2 separate regions of the Danio rerio genome follow, and region 1 is linked to region 2. A link is a contact called in public Hi-C data. All regions are on one chromosome and are shown on one strand. The core of a region is the stretch at or near the end of the contact, and the rest is flanking DNA. Distances in the headings are between cores, read along the strand shown. Region 1 holds the start of tmem81 (transmembrane protein 81). Region 2 overlaps prex1 (phosphatidylinositol-3,4,5-trisphosphate-dependent Rac exchange factor 1).

Region 1 (4,344 bases), core at 412-2,911, 52 kb before region 2:
GTTTGGGTCTTTAGGCCACACTGCCAGGAGTCCAGGCAGCTTATGGTCCTCAGCTTGCAGGAACTTGTGGAGATGTTTCTGGTCACTCCAATAGGACAGAGTTCTTGAGTTAGGAGGCCGAGTCCACAGGTAACACTGCAGGGGAAGCTACGTGAGACAACCCAGGTGTGGATCTGCTCCAGTTCTTGCAGTTCAGCTTGGCTTAAAGTGCTACACTGACTGTCGGAGAACAGCGACGTCCAGAGCATTAAGACCAGCCAAAGTGTGGAGAGAGCCATTACTGTGACACAGAAGAGGAGCAATAGTCTAGCCAAGCTGTCAGTAGATTTTCAGTATGACAGTGTCTTTTAATAAATTATTTATCATATTTTTATTTAAAATTAACCGTTTGCAAGAAAATGTAATTGTTTGCTTTTTATCTAATTATTTGTTTTAAAATTTAAGTATTCATATTTTAAATTAGTTTTTGCCTTAGAAAATGGAAATATTGAGAAATGTGAAAAATTTACAATACAAACAAATATAGTATTAGTTATAGGCCCACACAGAATGTTCACAGCAAATAATTACATTTATTTACGTATATTTATTTATTTTTAGTGGCTCTATTATATGAGATGCCAAACAAGTGCTTCTAATCTGATTTGCAATGTAAACCTTCAATAACAGTTTTATGCTTATGCTTTATGTGTTGTTTTCAGCTCCTATAATCTCAAAATCATTCCATATACAATACCGGTCAAAAGTGTGTGGTCAGTATAATTTTTATATGTTTTAAAATAAGCTTATCCTGCTGACCAAGGCTGCATTTATTTAATCAAAAATACAATACAAATTGTAAAACTGTGAAATGTGATTGCACTATAAAATAACTGTTCAAAGTAGTTTATCATTTCATTTATTCATTTATTACAGGAGTTTTAAAGATGAATTTTCAGCTTCATTACTAAGTCTTCAGAGTCACATGATCCTTCAGAAATCACTCTAATATTAATTAATATCATTATAACTATTATTATTATTAATGGTATTAGTAATAAAAGCAATAATGACAAGAGTAATAATTTCATTTAAAACTACATACAATAAGAAAGCAGTTATTTATATTTTTATAAATATTTAACAATTTAACATTTCTTTACATAAATGCCTCCCTGATTAACAGAATAACTAAAAAAAAAAAAAAAACATGAAAAAAACTGACCCCAAACTTTTGACTGGTAAGTTAACTTGGTGTATATCTTCAGATATCTTCATGGCAAGTCAGGGTTCTGAAATAGCATGTATGACGTTACTGTTAAATATCTTGTTCAACATGTATCCTTTCAGCAGATTTAAATTAATATTTAATTAAATATTAAATTCCTTTTTCGTCTTTTAATAATCTTTAGTATACAGTAAAGTTAAATTTTAAGCAAACAAATTTAAAAAACAAATGTTTGTTCCATAATTATGCTCCAAACTGTTTTATCGCACTTATTATTAGGACTATAAGATTAAAAATATTTGTTATATTGAATAATTTATCAATCAGAAAAAAGAAAATGTGGATATTATTACCTCATTTGATACTTGTCAACCGTCAACTGTCGATTCTGATTTCCTTCAAAACATCATCTGTGAAAAAAAAACGTCACGTGTGTACGTTCATCGATTGATCTGGTCAGGTCGTTTAAAATAATAGAGGTGAGGAAATTAAGCTATAATTATTAATTAAAACATATATTATTTGTTTAAAATATATATTTTAAGTGAGTTATAATCTCAGACGGACAAAAAGTCAGAGTTTTTGTTATGTTGCCTTTTGCCGCCACAAGATGGCGGTCGGTCACAGAACATTTGACAGAGTGATTACGCTACCGGTTTGGTTGAAGTAACAAATTTATTGATTGTATTTACATGTTTGTCACCTATATTTGTTTAAGTTTTCGGTAAAAAGTAATATTTAAGTCACACCAAAGCAAACAATGACAACTTTAGACTTCTCTAGTATGTTTAGTTAGTGTGGGCAGCCAAGTAAAGCAGGACCAGCGGTTATTGACACCTCTCAAATGTCGCACAGCTATGAAATGCTTGGAGCTGAACGACTCCTGTGGGGTAAAGTGATTCAAACCAGGCCAAAGACTCATTCCTAACCTTTACGTTTTTGTCCATTCATTTGGTGGAGTCTGGTGGTTTAGTGGCCAAATATTTTAGTGTGAGAGCGATGAGAACTTGACTCTAGTCTTTTGTGATGGTGTAAACAGGATGTGGACAGGCACTGATGGCTGATTGTCATGCTGAGGATGCATCACCTCAAGGGCACACACGGTATGAACAAAGCCTCGACAACCTTCTGTACATCAGAACAAACAAACTAACATTTACAGAGACAGTTCAACCATTTCTGTCACCATTTACTCCCTTTCTTGTTAACTAAAGTGACTTCTGTGTGGACACAGAAACAAAAATGATAGTTCTGGTAATTAATATTAATAGCCTATGTATATTTACCAGAATACCCCATGTGTTTTAAAATGACAGATTTAGACTGTTAAGACTTATTTTAACAAAATGAAGTTCTAATGGCTTTAATGATTAAAATAAACAGTGGAAGCTGACTGCAATGATCATGTCATTTGCGTCACTACCATTGTAATTTTGACGGTAGGTGATCTGACTACTTTTCATCTACAGTTTTATATTCATATTAGTTTTATATTCACAGTTATTTCAACATATTTGTATCCAGTGTAGTAGTTTAGACACCTGTTAGCCTGGATGCATGAAGTGTGTTCAGTAGGGTAAATTTCTTTGGCTCAACACCAGAGCTGGTCGTTTGTCTGGCTATTTAATATAGCCTATGGGAGGAACGTTTTTCCTCCTACTAAACTGCTTTGAAGTTGCTGGTGGTACCTACAGGTCAATACCATTTAAAACAAAATCTCAGGACAAACATGGATTTCAAAACAGCTTTATTGTAAACTATATATTTAAAGTTTAATCTATCAGAATAATTAATCATCTTATATTCATTCATTTTCTTTTTGGCTTAGTCTCTTTATTAATCTGGGATCACCACAGCAGAATGAACCGCCAACTTATCCAGCATATGTTTTTTGCAACGGATGCCCTTCCAGCTGCAACCCATCACTGGTAAATATCCATACACTCTCATTCACACACATACACTACGGACGATTTAGCTTACCCAATTCACCTGTACCACATGTTTTTGGACTTGCGCCATCGTGCTGCGGCTGCTGCCCCTAATCATCTTATATCAATACGTATTAAATCTCTGCATAGTATAATTTTTAAAATAAATTTTTAATTCACCAAGTGAATATAACTTCAAATGTTTGCTTTAATTTAACAAGTGCCTCATTACAACATGCAAATTAATAAAACTAATTTGAGAGGTAAAGACATGTTCAATGGTTTGGCGATCAGAGTATGATCAGTAAAGGCTCTCACAGATCCCCTGTAAGGAAGAACCATAATTCTCCCATAAAATCATTAAAAATGTTTATTTACTGAAATCATTGTGCCCGTTTGAGATGGTCTTTGAACAACTGTTTCAAAGTTTTGAATCTTCATAAAGTTATAAATAGACTAAAGCAGAACATACAAATCTCATTTTTTATTAAATAATCTCTTGTGGTTTGAAAATGAAAGATAATAGTCAATATCATAATTCAGTTGGTTGCACTGATTTTGATTTATTCATCCAAAAATGACCAAATAATGACATTCAGTATATTATACAGCTAATTCTGCTTTTCTGACTTGACTCTAATGCTGTATTTTCTGTTATGGAAAAAACATTACTAAACATGGCAGGGATAGGGAGTCCTGGACTATGTTAAATAATACTCCTTTTCTAAAGCCTTTATCACAATGATTCCGACAAATACACTGTTAATACCCAAGATCATTTGATTTTGGCTCATTCACACTGCCAGTGATTTAATGGAATCTGTGCATGTGTTCATGCAGAACCTGAAACTCACTGACTCTGCTTCAGTCAAGTTGGACATTTATCATTTATTATCCTTCAGCTTAGTCCCTGAATTATCAGGGGTCTCTATAGCGGAATGAACCGCCAACTACTTTCTCACATGTTTTACACAGCAGATGTGCTTCTAGCTGCAACCCAGCACAGTGCTGGGAAACACCGATACACTCCCTCATTCACAGACACGTGGACATTTTTTGTGAATGCTGTTTTTAAATAGGGTATATGCACAGCTGCTGTTTCTTCTCATACTGATAAACTTCCGGTGAACGGTTAATGTGACTTTTTCAATTTTATATGGTTCCTTTTAAAGCATCGATGTTGTAATATTATTAAAATATAATCAA
Region 2 (4,440 bases), core at 402-2,901:
ATCCAGATGAACTGCTATTTTGGACCTTTTAGTAGACCCAGCTCAGGCAGATTATTTTTTTGTTTTGTGTGTGTTGTTGTTTTTGTTTTGTATTTTTTTGTGTGTTGTTGTTTTTGTTTTGTGTGTTTTGTTGTTTTGCTTTGTGTGTGTTTTTGTTGTTTTGTTTTGTTTGTTTTGTTTTGTGTTTTGTTGTTTTTGTTTTGTGTTTTGTTTTTAGTTTTGTGTGTTTTGTTGTTTTGCTTTGTTTTTTGTTGTTGTTGTTTTTGTGTGTTTTTGTTTTGTTTTGTGTGGTTTTGCTTTTTTTCTGTGTGTTTTGTTTTTTGTTTTGTGTGTTTTTGTTTTGTAGCATGTTTTGTGTGTTGTTTTGTTTTTGTTTTATTGTGCATTGTGTATTGTTGTTTTTGTTGTGTTTTGGTTGTTTTGTTTTGTGTTATGTTGTTTTGTGTTGTTTTGTTTTATTCATTAATAAAGTTTTGTGGTTGTTTTGTCATTATAAATAATCAAATAACATAAAATAATATGTAATAATAGAATAGTTTTACTTTACTCTTTTATTTACAAAAAATATGTATTTAAAATGTCTAATCAAAACAGGATATTTAAAAAATATATTACTTTTTTTCAATGAATTAAGTTAGAATTAATAATAACTTGTCTATAGTTAAATAATAATTAATTTTGTTTATGAATGGCGTCTTTCTGGACACCCAAGATCGCCTTACAATGAACATCAGCAAACATACCAAAAACAATTAATAAAATGTTGCCAATCATAATTTTCAAATACATGAAAAGAGATGCAAATACAAAAACATCTTAAATATAAAATAACATAATAAAAAAATCATAAGACAGCCTGCTTAACAATTTGGGTCTTAAGGCAGGATTTAAAAGTGTGAAGACTATTGCTTAAATCCTACACTGCTCCTTAAATCCAATGGAAGCAATTTCCATAGCTGAGGAGCCAAAGAGCTGAAAGATCTGGCTTAATCGAGTACAGGGTGGTTCCAGAGAGATAGAGTTAGATGATCTAAGAGTGTGAGAAGGGGTATAGATTTGGAGAAGTTTGGTGAGATGTTGAGGAGCAAGATTGTGAAGTGCCTTAAAAGAGAGAAATATTTTAAAATTGATGGGATACTTTTTAGAAGTCTGTGAAGCTGATAATATGTGGTGTGGCTTGTTTGTGAAATTGTGAAATGAAATCCTAGAAATGACAGAAGCTGCAGAGTTCTGAACCAGTTTGAGTTTATGGAGAAGTTTAGAAGGAAGAGCACTGCAGTAGTCATTACGTGAAGTGAATAGTGCATGGATGAAAATTGCAGTATTATTAGTTCTGAGAGAAGGACAAGTAATAATTATGCAGTAATAAATATGAAGTCTGTGTGAAATTATGAATATGACCTTCAAAAGAAAGTGTGCCATCCAAGATGCCACCCAAGCTCTTGTCCTGCAAAGAGAGACACATTATACTATTAATTATTATCAATATCGATGTTAAAATTATCAAATTTCTCTTTAGGCTCTGGTTAGCATGTCAGAGGGTGTGAGGAAGTTTCCGAGCAAGTTAACACATTTTGGAATACACAGCTGTTCATTTTACTTTACTACATAATTTATCATTTTTATTGCAATAATTATTTTTCCTAAAAAACAAAACAAAATGTTGGACCATATTAAGAGTATAAGCTGTTTAAAAGCACTTCACCACATGTGTGCAGAGCTCTTATGATTAATCAAGTTTTTATTTGTTTATACATATTTGGTCACTACATACTCCACATTTTGATGATTTAAAATAGCAGTTGAATGACGTCCCCTGCAAACTTTCGTATGGGAACCTTGTGCAGATTCTTTTTATCCCATGTTTTATCGGAGATTTAAACTGCTCAATGTTAAAGTGAATAAAGATGAGCTGCATTTCTTTCTTTTTTTTTCTCTCAACTTCCTGTATCCATGTACTGTAGCTTTTGTGGCTTGTAGAGGAGGTGTGGCCTTTAGATGTAACCTATGCACTTCGATTTCACTTCCTGTGTTGTTTCGAATAAAGTGTGGCAGAGTGACTGCGTCTCTATGCTTCTTTGGCAGTTTCACTACCTGAAACTCTTTCTCCTTGTCACTCGTCCCCTTAGCATTTGAGTTTAATAGTTAAGGGATGTCAAATCGATACAGTAGTTCACCCAAAAATAAAAAATTCTCTGATTGTTTATTTAACTTCAAGTGACTCCAAGTCTGTCTCATTCATCTGTTAAACACAAAAGAAGATATTTTGATGAATGTTGGAAAACTGTAGCCACTGACTTCCATAGTATTTACTACTATGTATATCAGTGGCTATAGTTTTCCAACATTCTTTAAAATATCTTCTCTTGTGTTCAACAGAAAAAAAGACAGTAATTACTTGAGTGAATTGTGTGTGAAATTTCATTTTGTGTTAAACTAAGTCTTCAACAGAGCACAAAAGCCTCTTTTCTACTCAAAAAATGCATATAAATCTATTTAGATCAGCGATGCCCAAACTAGGGCCTGCAGGCCAAACGTGGCCCATAGTAACATTTGATTTGGCCCATGATCTCATCTGAGACGAGAGAGAGAAGAATGGGTAAGGTTGGGGCAAATGCCTTCAACAGAGATAGTCACTAAATTAACATTTTTGTTTAATTGAACAACTACAAAAAAAAGCAAAGTGAAATAAAAAGTTTTGATTAAATATTGTGAATTAATTGGATTTTTTAGAGCCATGAAATCCTTAAGCACATTTTAGATGTCGACAAATAGAGTATATGTGTGTGGCACGTTACTAAAATCACACTTATAGGACATTTCACTATCGAGTAAAAAAGGTTATTTTGCGAATTTAAAAAAAGCATGGAACTCCATTGTGTTAATGAGATTGTTTATGGTTTTATTGTATTATAAGTACAGTATTGTAAAAAAAAAAGTAATTATTATTAATATGATTAAATATTTTTTTTCTATTTATTTTTTTAAATATTATTAAATTAGTAAAGTTACTATGGCAAATAATTTAATACAGTTTGGTATATTTAGCTTCGGCCCATCACACTCTATCAAGTTTGGTTTTTGGCCCTTCATTAAAAAAGTTTGGGCACCCCTGGTTTAGATGGTCTCATTCCAAAAAAACAAAAAGTATTTTGAAGTATAACTCTTTTGTTTCCTCTACAGAAAGTGCGTTTTTCAGTGTATGGCGAGTACTGTAGTAACCATGAGAAAGCACTCAGACTACTGATGGAGCTCAACAAGATCCCTCACATACGGGCTTTTCTGCTGGTAAGCACCACTTATATGTCTGATGCTTTCAAAAAAAAATCCCATCATTTTTATTATATCATATTCTGACGAAAATCCCTCATACGCCAGTACTGTCACTTCAGTTCTGCATTTGTAACCCAGCAACAGATTTCATTGCTGATTGTCGTGAATAAACATTACACATACACTCATTAATTTTAATCTCCAAAATTATTTGAAGTGAAACTGATACCTAAAGTTATACTGTAGAAATCGAGAGTGTCGTTCAGAGCTTTCCATGGAAACTCAACATGTATCTGTTTAGATAGAAGGATGTTGAATTAATCAGGTCATGTGTTTTTTTTTTTTTTTTTTTCAGCACCTCATGTTGTTAGGTGGTAAGAAGAGCACAGATGTTCCTCTTGAAGGGTATCTCCTCTCGCCTATACAGAGGATCTGTAAATACCCTTTGCTATTAAGGGTAAGGCTACCTTTTTCGTTATAGGCAAAGATGTTGTTTGTTTTTGGGACATGGTTGGAAACGGGTTTTTGTGCATCAGTATAATAAAACAGTGAATTATAGAATTTTTTTCTTTTGACGTTTTAGAATGTGATTAGTTTACTGTTATTTTTATGTGAGTAATACAGTTTCATCGCCAGCCTGCTGAAAGGGGTGGTTCTTTTTTCTCCTTGCAGTTATATGCCTCATTTTCTATTTAATTATGAAGTTTAAATGTTGCATTTTAGTGACATTTTAAGCACTTTTTTGAGCTTGAGATTTAAAATGAAGAAATATGAAGAAAAAAAGATACATTTTTAAAAAAGATATTTATTGTATCATATATCATTAGAAAAAAATATCTGTTAAATTTTAAAGTTTAAAAACTGCAAATCTTAATGTCATTTATTAGGCAAGTAACAAACTGAGCAGCACATTCAACTTTCCTCAGTCAGAATTTGGCCAATTGAATATTGAAAAATTCAAACATAATAATGAGTACATTTGAAAATAAATAAATAACAACAATAGCAAAATTACTATTATAATTAACTGTAATATGGTCCACTTTCTGTGCTTCACACTATTTTATTGGTCAGATTTTTTTTCGAAAGTAAGGTCCAAGATTCACAATAAAAATTCCTTGTAAAATGTTTTTCTCTATTTAACAACAGTACAGTAGGTCAGTGAAA

Evidence for each region. Hi-C and Micro-C count contacts between places; a contact is called where the count stands out from the background.
Region 1: a Hi-C map of embryo shows a contact between it and region 2, with 1.6 times the contacts expected there. The contact joins the promoter of tmem81 here to the enhancer-like site in region 2. A contact is called at or near these places in 2 of 18 Hi-C or Micro-C datasets (embryo and hematopoietic stem cells).

The regions. Positions count from the first base shown.
Region 1 is chr8:27,464,777-27,469,120 of GRCz12tu, reverse strand. It overlaps tmem81 (transmembrane protein 81), which reads right to left and starts at 1,661. Exons shown (of 2, transcript XM_009304032.3): 1 at 1,561-1,661; 2 at 1-280. The coding sequence starts at 278. It overlaps prex1 (phosphatidylinositol-3,4,5-trisphosphate-dependent Rac exchange factor 1), which reads left to right. Exons shown (of 42, transcript XM_073910421.1): 2 at 2,247-2,310; 3 at 3,036-3,135. The coding sequence starts at 2,264.
Region 2 is chr8:27,412,727-27,417,166 of GRCz12tu, reverse strand. It overlaps prex1 (phosphatidylinositol-3,4,5-trisphosphate-dependent Rac exchange factor 1), which reads left to right. Exons shown (of 42, transcript XM_073910421.1): 6 at 3,184-3,288; 7 at 3,629-3,730. Among named protein-coding and RNA genes, the nearest start is that of tmem81, 53 kb to the left of the region's middle. Within about 2 kb of position 1,651, at least 11 of the 62 cell types and tissues checked have an H3K27ac peak or open chromatin away from gene starts, as enhancers often do.